Linked DNA regions of Anas platyrhynchos: region 2 is linked to region 1. The links are chromatin contacts, called in public Hi-C maps. All regions are on one chromosome and are shown on one strand. Each heading gives the region's core, a stretch centred on a gene start, on an enhancer-like site or on the middle of the called end of the contact. The rest is flanking DNA. Distances are from core to core; before and after follow the strand shown.

Evidence for each region. Hi-C and Micro-C count contacts between places; a contact is called where the count stands out from the background.
Region 2: a Hi-C map of subcutaneous adipose tissue shows a contact between it and region 1, with 2.0 times the contacts expected there. The contact joins the enhancer-like site here to the promoter of TGIF2 in region 1. A contact is called at or near these places in 3 of 8 Hi-C or Micro-C datasets (skeletal muscle and subcutaneous adipose tissue).

The regions. Positions count from the first base shown.
Region 1 is chr21:9,775,581-9,782,752 of IASCAAS_PekinDuck_T2T, reverse strand. It overlaps TGIF2 (TGFB induced factor homeobox 2), which reads right to left and starts at 2,667. Exons shown (of 3, transcript XM_027473217.3): 1 at 2,423-2,667; 2 at 1,370-1,608. The coding sequence starts at 2,459.
Region 2 is chr21:9,821,424-9,828,595 of IASCAAS_PekinDuck_T2T, reverse strand. All of the region lies in intron 7 of DLGAP4 (DLG associated protein 4), which reads left to right. Among named protein-coding and RNA genes, the nearest start is that of TGIF2, 45 kb to the right of the region's middle. Within about 2 kb of position 4,050, at least 2 of the 8 cell types and tissues checked have an H3K27ac peak or open chromatin away from gene starts, as enhancers often do. A contact at or near this core is called in subcutaneous adipose tissue, where this site is marked.

The sequences.
Region 1 (7,172 bases), core at 1,418-3,917:
CTGGGAGCCTGCACAGCTTCCTGACCCCGGCTTTCTGCGTGGGGCTCGAGGCTGCCCGGTCGCCCTGGAGACCTGGGGCCACCACACTGCCGCCGCCTCGTCACTGGCAGCCAGGCAGGGGCACGCATAAACAAACTGCAGGGCGCAGGGCCCGGCTCGGCCACTGCGCTCAGGAGGCGCCCGGGGGAGTGGGATCGGCCCTGCTGGTTCAAGCACCCCTCCCGAGGCTGGCCCCCGAGGCCTCTCCGGCCTTGCCTTGCCATGGGGTGTCCCACTCCACCACCCCATCATCAGGCAGAGGATGGCCGAGCAGTGCCCTTTGTGTCACCTCAGAGCAAGGGAGATCCCACAGCAGAAGAAACCTCACTCACACCTCCTGCCAAGGGCCAGCACCATCTCACAGCTCCCCACCACAGAATGAGGATGCCCCACTCCATCCCGGGTGTGGCTGCGTGGCTCTGGCTGGTCCCACTGTCCCCGGTCCCACTGTCCCCAGTTGTGGCTGTGGCCCCCCTGGAGCCAACGCTCAGGCAGCGCCCAGGCTAGGTACAGCCGTCAGGCCCAGTAGCACCAGTACCATCCTGGGCCGGTCACTGCTTCACAGCCAATCCGCCTGACAGCGCCCCAGCACCACCAGCCTGCCCTGCAGCATAGCCCAGCTGCTGGCTGGACACAAATCTGTTGCTCAGCCAGCATTTCAATAGATAAGTAAAACATTAAAAAGAAAGTTTGCTGTGCCGGTCAGGGAGAGGGAAACCAGACAGACAGTCACGGCCCACACACCAGTGTCTGGGCCAGCTGGCCAGGACTGCGCTGAGAGCAGGGCAAGGAGACAAGAGGTGCAGAGGAAGCCCCATGGAGGTGAGCTCGGCTGGGCTGGGCTCCCCTTTACTTTGCCAGTGTGACCAGGGCAAGCAGGAGAGCCAGCACCCGGTGCTACCTGTGGTCCACCCAAGGTCCGAGCCCAGCCCTGTATGGCGCACTCTCTCCTGGGACACTTGTCCCCTGCCCAGCTCTGACCTGGAAGGTGGCCTGGCCGCTTTGCTGGGGGGTGCCCAGGGAAACAGGATAAAGCAGCCTGAACCCCTGGAAGCCCCCACTCGTGGCAGCATTTACTAACAGAGTGGTATCGCTTCCTTTTTCCCAATCTGAATCCATCTTCTGGCCAGCCAAAAACGCCTGCTCCATTGCTCCCTGGGGCACAGACCTCTCCCAGTTCGAGGCTGCCTACACACAGCACTTCTGCCTCCCTGCCGTTCCCTCTCTGCCTCCTTACTGCCCCATGCTTCAAGCATGCCAAGTCCTCTGGGGTCTTCAGAGGGGTTGCCCCAGCCCGTCCCTTCCCCAGCGCACGGGGGCCGGGTCATACCTGCAGCACGGAGAGGCTGGTCTGCCCTGAGAGGCTGAGCTTCTCCTGCTCGGAGGGGTAGGCATTGAAGCGGTGCTCATACAGCCAGTCCCGCAGGATCTTTACAGACTCCTTGGGCAGGTTGCCCCTTCTTTTCCTCTTGTTCAACTGAGACGCCTCCAGACATGTGGTGCCGTCGTCCTCCCCGGGGTCGCTATCCGACATGGTGGAGCTGCCTGCGGACCTCTCCTGGTGAAAGCCTGGCGAGGTGGAAACCAAACAGCGCACACATCACCTGGTGCCCTGGCTGGGGGCTCGGGGCACGCAGCCACACAGCCCCCTCACCGCCCGAGCTTGGGGGGCAGCTCCCCCCCCAGCACCCACCCTACAGCACTTCCCGAGCACAGCCCCCGGAGCTCTGCGGGGACTTCACAGGGTCCACGAGGAGCTGCCCCCGCAAAGCAGCGAGAGGAGCCGGGAGGGGGCAGAGCCGGGGGGGCTCCGCTCATTGTTCGCCGGGGCTCGGGGCGGCTCCGGGCGGCCGCTGTCAGCTCCGGGGCAGCCCCGGGCACCCCCCCCCCGTATCCCTGCCGCAACAGGTAGCGGGGCGCTCGGCCCACACAAAGCCGGGAGCCCGCCCCGCACGGGGAGCTCGGGAAACGGGAAAGAAACCCGAAACCGCGGCGAGAGCAAAAAAAAAAAAAAGAAAAAAAAAAAAAAAAAAAGAGGCCAGAAACCAAACGCTGCCCCCCCCACACCTCCCCCCCCACACACACACCCCCGCCGCTAAGAGAACCCAAAGCCACCAAAAAACCTCCCCCGGCCCCGCAGCAACTCTCCCAAACTCAACACCCCGCGACAACAAAGAGGGGAACGGCGCCGAGCGCCAACAAACCCCCCCCGGGCGCTCCGAGACGGCACTCGCCAAAACTTTTCACGCCGCCCCGGCCGCACAAAGGCAGCGGGGGCCGCCCCGCACGGGGAAGCCGAGCCCCGCAGCGCCCCGCCGCAGCCCGGCCCGGCCCCAGGCAGCCCGCGGGGGCTCCCCCGTTGTGCCTTGTGCCCCGCTCTTACCCCCGGGCCGCCGCCGCCGCCTCCTGGGGCCTTGCATGGGCCGTACCGGGGGGGGGGTCGCGCCGCAGCCGCCGCCGCCGCCGCCACCGCGCCGGGGCCGGGGTGCGGCGGGGCCCTCCCGCAGCGGCGGGGCCGGCGGCGAAAAGTTTTCGGGCCGCGGCGGTGACAGATGCCGAGACAGAGTTCCCTTTGTTCCCAAGGAGGCAGGAACTTGGGCCGGGCCCCCCGCCCCCGGCCCGCCCGCCCGCCCCCGGCTGTCACCGCCGCGGCCCACGGGGCAGCCGCCCGGCCCCCGCCCCCGCCGCGCCTTTGTGCGGCCGGTGCCTGGCGGAGCCCCGGGACCCCCCCCCGGACCCGGACCCGGAGCCGGACCCGGAGCCCCGCTGCCGGCGGGGAAGGGGCAGGGTGGGCACACGCTGCAGGGCCCGGCCGGACGCGTGCCCGGGGACGGGGGCTGCAGACCCCGGGGCACCGCCAGGGCTTCGTTTGGGGGCTTTGTAACTTAGGGCAGGGGAAATCAGAAACTCGGCAAGCACTGCCGTGCTGCTGGAAAGCGTTTCAAAGCAAGCGTGGTGATTGGGAAAGCACCAGAGGATGTTTGCTCAGAGGACAGCACGCCTGCTCCTTCCCTGACCTGCCCGCTGCCCTGTCCCTGTCCCTGTCCCACCACCGGTGTGGTGGCATCACCCGTAGGTGCAGGGCAGCATCACCCGTAGGAGTGGGGACAGCCAACGCAGCGAGGTCTTTGGAGGCCTTACCGTGCTGCCACCGCTCTCCCTGCAACCACAGCGACCCTTTCGGGTTTTGGAGACCAAGCTGCTCTGCTTACCCCCAGGCACACAGCCAGTCCCAGATGAGGCTTCCCGTAGGATGTCCCCGTCGCGTGCTCTGCGCCCTTCTGCAACGCACAAAGGTCACTCTCAGCTGGCCAGAGCCCACGCCACAGCTGGCCAGGTCACGCACGTGAGCAGCGCCGAGCCCAGCAGGGGCCGTGCCCAGCATGGTGGTACATTTTGTCAGGGTGAGCCGTGAAAGGAACCACAGGGAGAGCTGCTCCGAGCAGCAGTGCCACATCCCGTGTGTCAGGCACTGATGGGTGTTGAGAAGGGCTGCCAATAAACTTCTGTCACTAGGCTTTTTTTCATACCGATACAAGCCTGAAGCAGGAGAAAAAGTTCAGCTTGGCAGCACCATGAGAGCCCAGGAGGCCAGGCTGGAGATCTCTCCTTCCCCAGCCCCGTGCCCAGGAGGGGACAGGTCTGTTTCGGAGGAGCAGCGCATTTGCCGGCATTTTCAGGCAGCCCTGATTCAAACCCCTTCACTTGGCTTTCAATAGGAGCAGGCACCAGGCTCTTAGCCCTGAATTGTCCATCCCAAATGTGTGAACTGAGCTGATTATGGTGATTAGGGGGCCTGGGCGTGGGAGAGGGGCTTGAGTCTGAGAGGGGAAGGAGCTGGAGAGAGCTGCCATATACTGAGGCTGTTTGTCATGGCCAGCACCTGCATCGCTCTGGTTTGCAATGCAAGATGGGCCGGAGCAGCCGCGTTTCCATGTGGTGGCTGCTGGCAGCAAAGCTGCAGATCTGCACAGAGCGGCTTTCGTGATGCAGGAGAGGATTAAATAACAAAAAAAAAAGGAGAACTGCTTAAAGCCTTTCTTTAGGTGCTGCTAAATCTGCAACGTCCTGAGTGAAACAGTACCCGAATCGCTATTGCTCAACCAGTGGAAGCGCCATGAGGGACAGTGAACCACAGATGAGGCATGGAGCCCGTGCAGGGTGCAGAGCCCCCCTGCTGCCCCTGCCCGCAGCACCCTGCAGCCACCGCTGCGGCCCCAGTGAGCCCATGGCCCTGCCCCGGCTCCTGCCCAGCGGGGCCGGGCTGGACCCCGAGCCCCCCAAGCCTCCCAGGGCCACAGGAAGGCCCAGCGGGCCGCAGGGGCCAGGGAAGGTGGCAGCAGCCCCCGGCTGAGGGCTGGTCCGGGCTGAGTGTCCTGGCCCAGCTGGGCCACCTCCCGGGCAGCGCCATTGACATGATCGCACTGTTAAACCTCTGCAATTCGGAAAACAATCAGGCAGCCAAGGCCTGAAAGGGGCTGCTGGAAACCTCGGGCAGCCTTCGACAGGGCCGCAAGCTCTGCCCAAAAAGGACTCCTCCTTTGCCCATCCTCTGCTGATCTGTATTATTTATTTATTTATTTATTTATTTATTTATTTATTTATTTATTTATTTTGCTAGGAAAGGGCTTCCATTCCAGCTGTGGGGTTCTGCTGGGGTGCCAGTTGTCCCACGTTCAGGGGGCCACTGGCTGGGCTTGCCCCACTGGGACGCCTCATGTGCTGGCGTTTTGCTGGTAGCAGCTTGCCTTCTCTGCAAAGGCATTTGCCAAGGCTGCCGGGGTCATGCTAGTATTAATTAGGAGGGAAATGAAAGCGTTCCCAGGGCTGGCCTGGCTGGCTTCATCATTTCCCTGCTCAAGGGCTGGTGTGCTCCTTTTGCCCAGCTCCAGCAGAGCTTTAAGGGCAAATTTTTAAATATTCAGTGCCTATGTGGAGACGAGACTGGTGGCTGCCTCAGGGCACCTGTAAATGCCGGGGGACCAGCACTGTGAGAGCAGCACACAGCCCAGCCCAACACCCTGGCCTCCCACCTTCAGGTGCCCTGCTCTGGCCTCCCGTGGTCTCCCACTTCCCCTCATTCTGCCCACTCTCAAATAACCCTGAGCTGGGCTCCCCCACAGCTTTTTTAAAATTATTTTATTTTATTTTATTTTATTTTATTTTATTTTATTTTATTTTAAGCTGGAAAGCAGCAAGGCAGAAGAAGACCTGGCTTTGAACAACCTGGTCTGGTGGAGGTGTCCCTGCCCATGGCAGGGGGTTGGAATTGGGTAGGCTTTAAGGTCCCTTCCAACCCAAACTATTTTGTGACTCTGTGATCTGAGCTGACCAGGAGCCACCAACGTGCCCTTGCTGCAGAGAAGGTCAGCAGTGTCCTGGGCTGCGTTAGGCCAGGAACAGCCAGCAGGTCGAGGTGCTCTTGTCCCTCCGCTCAGCACTGGTGAGGCCACGTGTAGATGCTGGGTCCAGTTCTGGGCTCCCCAGTGCGAGAGGCATGGAGCTACCTGCTCTAGGTGGCCCTGCCTGAGCCGGGGTTTGGAGCAGATGAACCACAGCAGACTCTGCTCACCACAACCATCCTGTGATTAAGCGGGTGGCTTGGTGGCAGCGTGCACTGGCCACTGAGGAGAAGCCAGGAAAGAAAGTATTTCAGGGTGCTGTGCTAACTTCAAGCTTATTGGAGCTCTGAATGCAGGAAAAGCAGCAAACAGGTGGGGGAGGAGGGAGGGGTGGTTTGCCAGATTGCTCTGGGTGTAGGCAGAGAATCAGCTCCTCTCAGCAGAAACAGGCGGCAGCCACTGGTGAGCCTCGTGAGCCAAAATCCAGGCAAGGCAAAGTTGCTGGCATCGCGAACCAGTGGACTTGATGACTGTGCACCTCAGAAAATGATCAAAATCCTTCAATGTTACAGGAGGAGGCAGGAGACTGGGTAAGTCAGCAAGGCGAGGGGAAAGAAGCTGCGACAGGTTGACCCCCAGAAATGTATTCTTAAGTGTCCCTGCCCCAAGCAAACACTTCTGAAATTAAATGTCTAGTTTTGTTTTTGGGATGTTTAATACGTTTGAAGAAACTGTTTGTTTTTATTTTTCATTTATTTTTTATTTTTAAAGAGAACATCCCCTAGAAGTAAAGCCTGGGAACCTTTCACAAGAAACTAGTTTGGAGGTTTGCTGATGTTTCTTTCTCCCTCTGTGGATGAAGTGGCTTTGACCAAAGTGGATGAAAAACATTTGGGGCATGCACAGCTGACAGCACAGAAGGCAAACAGCCCCAGCTGCTTGTGTTGGTGACAAAGCACAGAAAAGGCTCTGAGCATTGCTGATAGAAGCCCAAACACGAGCTCAGGAGGTAGCACAGGAGATGCAGTCAAAGGGGAAAGGGCTGAAGGAGCCAGTACCCAGAAGATAATTCTGCACCACTCTGTGTAGCCAGCACAGCCCCTTTACATGTGTGCCCTTAGTTCCTTTTTCACCTAGTTTAAGTCAATCATCTGCTTTAGTAAACTAAGTTCCTTGATGTCAAACCTCCCTGGTGCTCTCCTCTGCATGCTCCTAGCTTGGTGAGATCTTTTTTATACTCAAGGTGTGGGGGGCATAGAGACTGAGACAATGGCCAAACAGCACTCCCTCTTGGAATCCCTTCTTTTCCTAGTAATTCCTACTATGTGACTGTTTTTTTTTTTTCTTTTTCTTTTTCTTTTTCTTTTTTTTTTCTGTTGTTGTTGGTTTATTTATTTTTTTTCTTCACCAGCTGTTGGGCTCTTCCCTTTCCTTGGGGCTGCCCCTCACCTGCTGCTGCTCAGGGTGACACGCTGAGCTGGGGCATTGCAGCTGTGAAGCCGGGGCTGATCTTCCCCACGTGCTTCACTTCACATCAACCCACCCAGAGCAGCACCTGCCTTTTGGTGCCTCCCTGCAGTCTCATAAGGCCCTCTGCAGCCCTTTATGGCAGCCCCATCTCCGTGTGCTCCACCTGCAAGGAGCTCCAGCAGCCAGGGGAGGCGGGATGGCACCTTGCAAAGCACAGATTTATTCTTCCCACACACACCCCTGTGTCCACTAACAAGGTTTCTCTACTTTGCTGGCATCAGGGTTGAGGGATATCTTCTGAGAATCAGCTCTGAGATCAGA
Region 2 (7,172 bases), core at 2,801-5,300, 44 kb before region 1:
GAGGCTTCCAGGGGCTGGCGCTCAGCAGCACCCCACTGGTGCTGGACACAGGGCTCCAGGCTCTGTGGCCTGGGATGAGATCAGGTCGTAGCTGAGGCTGCCTGGTGTTCCATGGCAATGGTGAGCTGCCCTGCCCTCCTTTATTTAATTGAATGCCTCTGAATTTAATAGCTGGAACAGTTCTGGTAGTGGTGTGAGCTGTCAGAGGGAAGGGTGTTTGACAGTTGCTTTAAGCACTGAGTAACTGCAAGCTCTTAATTTCTACTGGAGTCTTTATTAAGAGGTTCAAAGAGATTATTTCTAGGATGATCTTGGTAGGAGAAATATTACTTATTCCATGAAAGTATGGACCTTGACCTCAGGTCATACCGGAAACGTGTGTTTGAGATGGGAATGGAACTGAGATCTCTGGCTCCTGGGCTTTAACTTGTGAGTTGGAGGAGGGCAAAAAAAAAAAACACCATAGCATGTGGCATTGGATCCTAAAAATAAATTCCAATCATGTGGGATGATAACAAGCCAGATTGCCAACTCGTGTAAGTTGGCAGACTTGACTCTGAAGGGTCCAAATTGCTTAGCTGGTGCTTGTTGTTCCAGGAGAAATTTGGTGCTGTGAAGTTACTGCTTTAATTGTGTTTGTGGGGAAGAGCACGCATTACTAGTGATCAGATCTAGCCTGCTTGTCTTTCAGATAAATGTGTGCTTGCTCTGCAGCAGTACATGGGTTTCAGGAAAAGGTTACTTGTGGCAGACAGATGTTGTAGTTAAGGAAAACCTAGAAGCTTGTCCTTCTTTATTAAGATGCAGGTGCTAAACGGCTGTAAGGAGTTCTGCATCTGTAGCCTGTTACTTCTGTAGTGTCTGTACAGGACTTTTCTCTGTAGCTGAAATAGGTGTCAGGAGGCCCCTGGATCTGTAATGTGGCTCTTAAGTACAGGGGCACAGGCACTGTGGGGCATGGCAGCTCTGAAAGGACAAGAAGGCCCTGGGCAGTCCCCACCAGGTCCTTGTCAGCAAGGGCAATTATGGCAGAACTTAATTTTCTTTACCTGTGGGTTGGCTGTATGGAGAAGATTGAAAATAGTGTGAATTGGTAAATCATGCAGCCCTCAGCACCTCTGAGGTCAACAGGTACCTTTGTGGAACTTGATCAGCTGTAGCTTGTGCTCTGCTTCTCTGGCTGAAGGGGCAAATGTTGTCAGCTGCTGGGGAGAGCTTGCATTTTGCTTTGCAGCTGTGGGTGAGTCAGTAGTTGGATTCCTAATCTGCATGTGCAGTTCAGATTTGTGGACACTTCTGGCTACTTAGCTCAAGGTTATGTCTGCTGGTCTAACATACTGTGTAATGCATGGGAGACCTGCTGCTCTGTGAGCTCGCTCTGAGCTGTGCATGCTGCCAGAGCAATGTAATTTTAAAAGCTTTTAATGCATAACTAATAACTGCCAAGCACTTACAAATAACTGTGTGTCAGTTCTGGTCTCCTCTGTAGAGTTGAGTCCAGCCTCCAGTAGTTTGCAGTGAACTATTCAGTGGTCCTTGTAAAAGTCTCTGATGCTAATTCTCTTAATGCTGTAGGTGTCTCTGCAGAAATAAGGTTGCAAAGCCATGCTACAGCAGGGCCTGTTTTTGTCTCCTCAGCTGATATTTCTGCTCCGTGCAACCTGTGTGACAGCCTCAAATATTTTTTTAATGGATTGAGGAGGCATAATTGGATTCAGTGCAGTGCAAGTTACAGTAACATATGTGAGCTGCAAGGATTAAGGCTGTGCAGGCGGGTGGCCTTGTTCAAGAAAAATCTACTTTAATTTCTTCAGTGAAAAGTTGTCAGTGTGTTTCCTGTCAGAGCAGATTTTAAAGGGGAGGGGAGAAATACTAAGTATAATTGCAGTTGCTTGGAAAGGAGATTAGAGTTCAGACTATTGGATCAAGTTCTGTGCTGGCTGTATTTGGGGCTTGAGGGATGAGAATGGTTGAACGAGGTCCCCCTGGGAGAGCTCATAAAGAATGTGTTTATCCTTCCCTGCTCTCCTGGTCTGCAGCCTGTGACCTCTTGCTAGCCTACCACCTGGACAGAGGGAGAAGTGTGGGGACGGGATGATACCAGGGTGTTTGAAGTAAACTGTATTTAAACAAGTGAAAGGTAAACTATTCACAGGTGTGCTAGTTAATGAGGAGAGCAGGAATTGTCTGCTTCAGTTCCTCTTGTGGTATTAATGAATTATCGGCCACTTGAAGCAGATGAGCACCCTGTGAGCCTTCTGTCCTCTGGAGAAGCAGTAGGCAAGGGAAGTAACTGCCCCATGACTGAAGTCCTGGCTTCAGTTTAGCCCTCTGCTTCACTTCTCTGCCCTGCCAGGTTATGGCCTATGAGCCTGAAATGTGCTGTTCCATAAGTACTTGGAATTTCTGCTGAAGATAGTTAAGTGTTCAAATACATAAATGTGTGAATCCATTCTTTAGTTTTTATGGAGACTGAGCATAACAGACAAGGTGAGGTAGGGCAGTAATAGCATTTACATCCTGCAGTGTGGGCAGTCCGCTGGCCGGGTAGGTGACAAGCAGTCCTGGGGGAAGTGACAGTCCTTGCCTGCAGGTGATAATGAAGCAGAAAGGTTGTAGGGAAGTCTCTTGGGCCATGCTGCTATAGTGACCTGGAAACTGTAAGCAGGTAGACAGATTCACCCAGCAGTGTGTAACAGTAAGGTTATATAGCAAAGAAGTAGGAGGCCTGAAGGCAGCACTTGTGGCTGAGATGCTGGGGTCTGCTGAAGGTCTGAAACCTGAGCAAGTGATTTGTTGGACAGGGCTGTGAGGAGAAGGTGCACTTGATTAGGGGCTTCACAAGCTGCCTTTCTCTGTCAAGAAGAGGAAACTGGAATTCCCCTGGAGGAATTGTTCCTGAATTTTCGCTTGCAGCATTTAAATACTCTGGGGAAAACAGCATCAGAGTTGTGATTCTCTTACCTTGCCAGGGCTGGTGGCTGGGTCTTGTGAAATTACTGCTGAAGGGGCATGTACATGTACTGGATGCAAGAAGGATGCATATGATACCTATCTGATACATACCTGATACCTATGTGAGTTGAAGTACTACTGCATGCCTGCTGCTGCTCCCTTGTAGCAGACAGCGTGTGCAGGAACTTGACCATCCTCATTGCCATATGGGATGTCTGGGGGGTTACGCTTGTCATCTCTTCTTGCAACACTGAGAGAACAAAAAGTCTCTTTACACTGGACTTGCCAGAAACAGGCTGCATCGAATGGCAGCACTCATAAGAGAAGCAGTACAAGGATGCATAAATTTAACTTACCACTAGTATTTACATTAAGGGCATGTTGACTCTCTGTTTTGTATGTGCTATTCAGTACTCTTTGTTAAGAAGTCCGGGTTTGACTGCAGCGATCTCCTCTTTTAAGCCTAATTCTAAGATCAAAGCTTAAGCTACTGTGTTGTCTCTCCAGTTTGAAACTGATGGAAAAACTCAAGTAGTGAATGTCTAAAGTAAGTTCTTACGTGATGTCTAAAAAGTAAATTCTTATGTGTAGCGTGAGCTGTCAGAGTGTAAAATTAAAGCAAAGATTAGAAGCTGAATGTGACTTTCTACTGATGCTGTCATAGTGCAAGGTAGCATTTGATGAAAGCTGAAAGATATTTAAGAGTTGATAAAAGGGAATTTTTAATGGAAGTTCTTGTTGTAAGATTAGTCAAACTTCTAAGAATTACTTGCATTTTTTTATATTTGGGGAATGTTCAAACTGAACACAGTCCCAGCAGGGCATTTTTCTGTGCTCAAGAGGGATCTCAAACTTCATAGCTGTGGTAGGGATACCTATAGTTGCAATAAACTGAAACTCAAAACTGGGAAGTTAACCCATATCTCTAGGGCCTTATGTGCAAGGCAGTGTGGATGTCTGATGCTAGAAAGTGCCCCAGGCCACAATGGAAATGTCCCCACGAGGATTCTTGAGCCTTCCTCTAAAGGTGCTGGTTAGGAGCTGCAGCACTGCCTGTTTGGCTGCCAGACTGGTTAGTGCTGCTCTTACAGAGAGCAGCATGCGACAGAGCAGCTTGACTGCCAGCGTGCTATTGTACAGCCAGACTCCCCTTGCCTCTTGTAAGGTCATTTCAGTAACTGTTTTGTTAAGAAGCTTTCCCTTCCTTCTTTGAACCCTGAGGCTTTTCCCAGTCTCTCAGTGTGGCCCAAACATGAGGTCCTGAGTCACAACTCTTCTGTCCAGGAACTCTTCCAGGTTTTCATGCTCCCTATTGAAAGGCTACCAGTGTTTTCTTGTCTGACCTGCCAGTTGAGTAACAATCCTGGGCCGAGGATTTTGGCCTCTTAGTGCTGCTCCTCTGAGCAAAGCAAGCTCCTTGGCAGTGTGGAGCTGGTGGCATGCCCAGCCTTGTATGGTGTGCAGGGGGACTCCCGTGGGGAGAAGATGGGTTTGGGAAGATGGCACTAGTGGAACAGGGATGGAGAACTTCCACCCCCAAGTGCCTGAACAGCTGCTTATTCTCCTCAATTGGAAGGAGAAGGAAGTTGGACAGTGTTTGCACAGCCTTGAGCTCTGGTGCTGCTTGGATTCAGAAGTGCTGGATTCAGTGACCCTCCAGGTTGCAGTGTGCCAAGGACAAGGTCTTGAGCAGGGAAATCCTGGGTACCAGGAAATGGAGCTCTGTAACCTGCAGCCCATTGCCTTGGCCACCATGCTTCTGCTGCTTGGGCTTGGCTGTGCACTTGGCACCTGGCTCCAATGTCTGCATCTCACTGTCACCCTGCAATCTCCTAGGGTGCTCTGGAGGCTGCTGCTGCTAATAGTTACATTATGCCTCACATTAGCTTTTATCACTGCTCTGTTAACTTGCTTACTAGAGATGAGTACTGTAAAATGCTCTGGGTTGCTGAGGGGAGGCTGCCAACGCAGGCTCCGATGTTTCTGCTATTGTGGAAGCTGCTCGTGCTTCTCAAGCCAAATGACGGGGAGGAACCAGAGGCCTTTGGGGAAAGGAAACAAAAGGCCTGTGTGGATCTGTCCCCAGTCCTGAGCAAATGGTGTCCCTGTCTGCTATACACATTGTGCATGCCTTGTGTGTGCTTTCAGTGGACATCTTTGTCCTTCAAGAAGAGGCCAGTGTTTAAACTGACCTGCCTGGTGGCTGTGGACTGGTATCTGCAGTTTCAGTACATTGGCTCTCTTGGCTTTTCATTTTTGTGATGCTTTAATTCCTTTTCAGAGCGCTTCAGGGAGCTGATGTCAAAGAGCCATCAGATCTGAAGAAATATATAAATGTTAGAAATAATGTAAATAGGAGTTAGGCCACTTTAGCTGTGAACATCTGGCCTGCAGGAGATGTAAGGGGCATGAAGGATGGCAGCTGGGTGCGGAGGAGCTGCTCTGCGGTTCCGGCTGCTGTTCTTTGCTGTAGGGTGAGGTGAGTGGTTGGGCATGGTGGTGCCGTCCTCCCTGGGAGGCCCACAGCTGACAGGACCCAGGCACGCTGGCCCCTGACCCCTGCTGCTGTCCAGTTGTTTGAGAGGAGCATTAGGTCTCCATGTTGCCAAGTTCTGGGTCCTACACTTCAGCCACAATAACCCCATGCAGTGCTGTAGGCTTTGGGCAGAGTGGCTAGAAGACTGAAGAGGAAAGGGACCTGGGGATGTTGATTGATACTCTGCTGGAGGTGAGCTGGCAGTGTGCTCAGGTGGCCAACAAGGCCAGTGGCATCCTGGCTTGTCTCAAGAATAGTGCAGCCAGTAGGAGCAGGGAGGTGATTGTCCCCCTGTATTCGAGGTGCGGCCTCACCAGAGCCGAGTGCTGGGTTCAGTTTTGGGCCCCTCAGTCCAAGAAGGACATCGAGGCCCTGGAACGTGTCCAGAGCAGGGCTACAAAGCTGGTGAGGGGCCTGGAGCACAAGTCCTGTGAGGAGCGGCTGAGGGAGCTGGGGATGTTTCTTCTGGAGAAGAGGAAGCTCAGGGGAGACCTCATTCCTCTCTACAACTCCCTGAAGGGAGGTTGTGATGAGGAGGGGGTTGGCCTCTTCTCCCAGATAATGAATGATAGGACTTGAGGGAATGGCCACAAGGTGTGTCTGGGGAGATTTAGACTAGATACCAGGAATTTTTTTCTCTCAAAGAGTAGTCAGGCACTGGAACTGCCCCCCCAGGGAGGTGGTGGAGTCACCGTCCCTTGCAGTGTTTAAGAAGTGCCTGGATGAGGTGCTATGAGATATGATTTAGTAGCTCAGCGTGTAGAACTGGTGATAGGAGGACAGTTGGACCAGATGATCTTGGTGGTCCTTTCCAACCTCAGGTTCCTATGATTCCGTGTGCTGCTGTGACCCTCTGGAACTGTGCAGTGACAAAAGGGGGCCAGCGCAGGGCGCACCGAAGGCTCCCAGCAGGCATGAGCCTCGCCTTGTCTTCCAGCCCCGAAGCGGTGTCTCCAATGCTGTTCAGGGCTGGAGGAACAAATGCTCAGCAGTGAGCTACTGACACCACGTGTGGGTGAGGTATGTACCCCTCCTCCTGTTGGGGCCTGCCCTGGGGAGGTGGCTCACCGGAGGGCTATTGAACATGCGGGAGGAAACTTCCTCACCTGTCATCTTGGGTGTTAAATAGAGAGCTTTAAAGAGCAGAGATGAAAGTGTCTGTCAGCTTGCCTCTTTGAAGTGCTGCGCTTTGTCCTGTCAGACTGACATTCTGCTTTGTTCTCCAGGCCTGCTGCAGCTCTCATCAGCTGCCCCAGCATACACGTGGCAGCTCTCCAGAAGAGTTGGTGGAGTTGCTGTGTGCTTGCTCTGCAGAGCAAAGCAGGACTCGGGCTAATGAGGCCTCCTTGAATCAAAGGACAGAATTGGGCCAGCCATTTAGGCTGCTGGTGTTGCGACAGCAGTAGACTTTGAAGCACTGTCTTCTGGCATACTATTTGTGTGCTTACCTTTGATTTTTTTTCTGATTTTTTTTAAAGTGTCTGAGTATCCAGGGTGCTGGGAGAGGTAGCTCTAAAAATAACTTTAAAATAACTATAAATAATGAGGCTGGTTGCTTCTGAAGTTGTTGTTTCTGCTTCTCTGATTTCTTTCCCTTCTGTTGATAATGTTTTTCCCTCTGCTTCAAGGTCTGGTTCACACTTAATCATGTGTTCTGCTTTCTTCTAGTTCTTGCTATGTT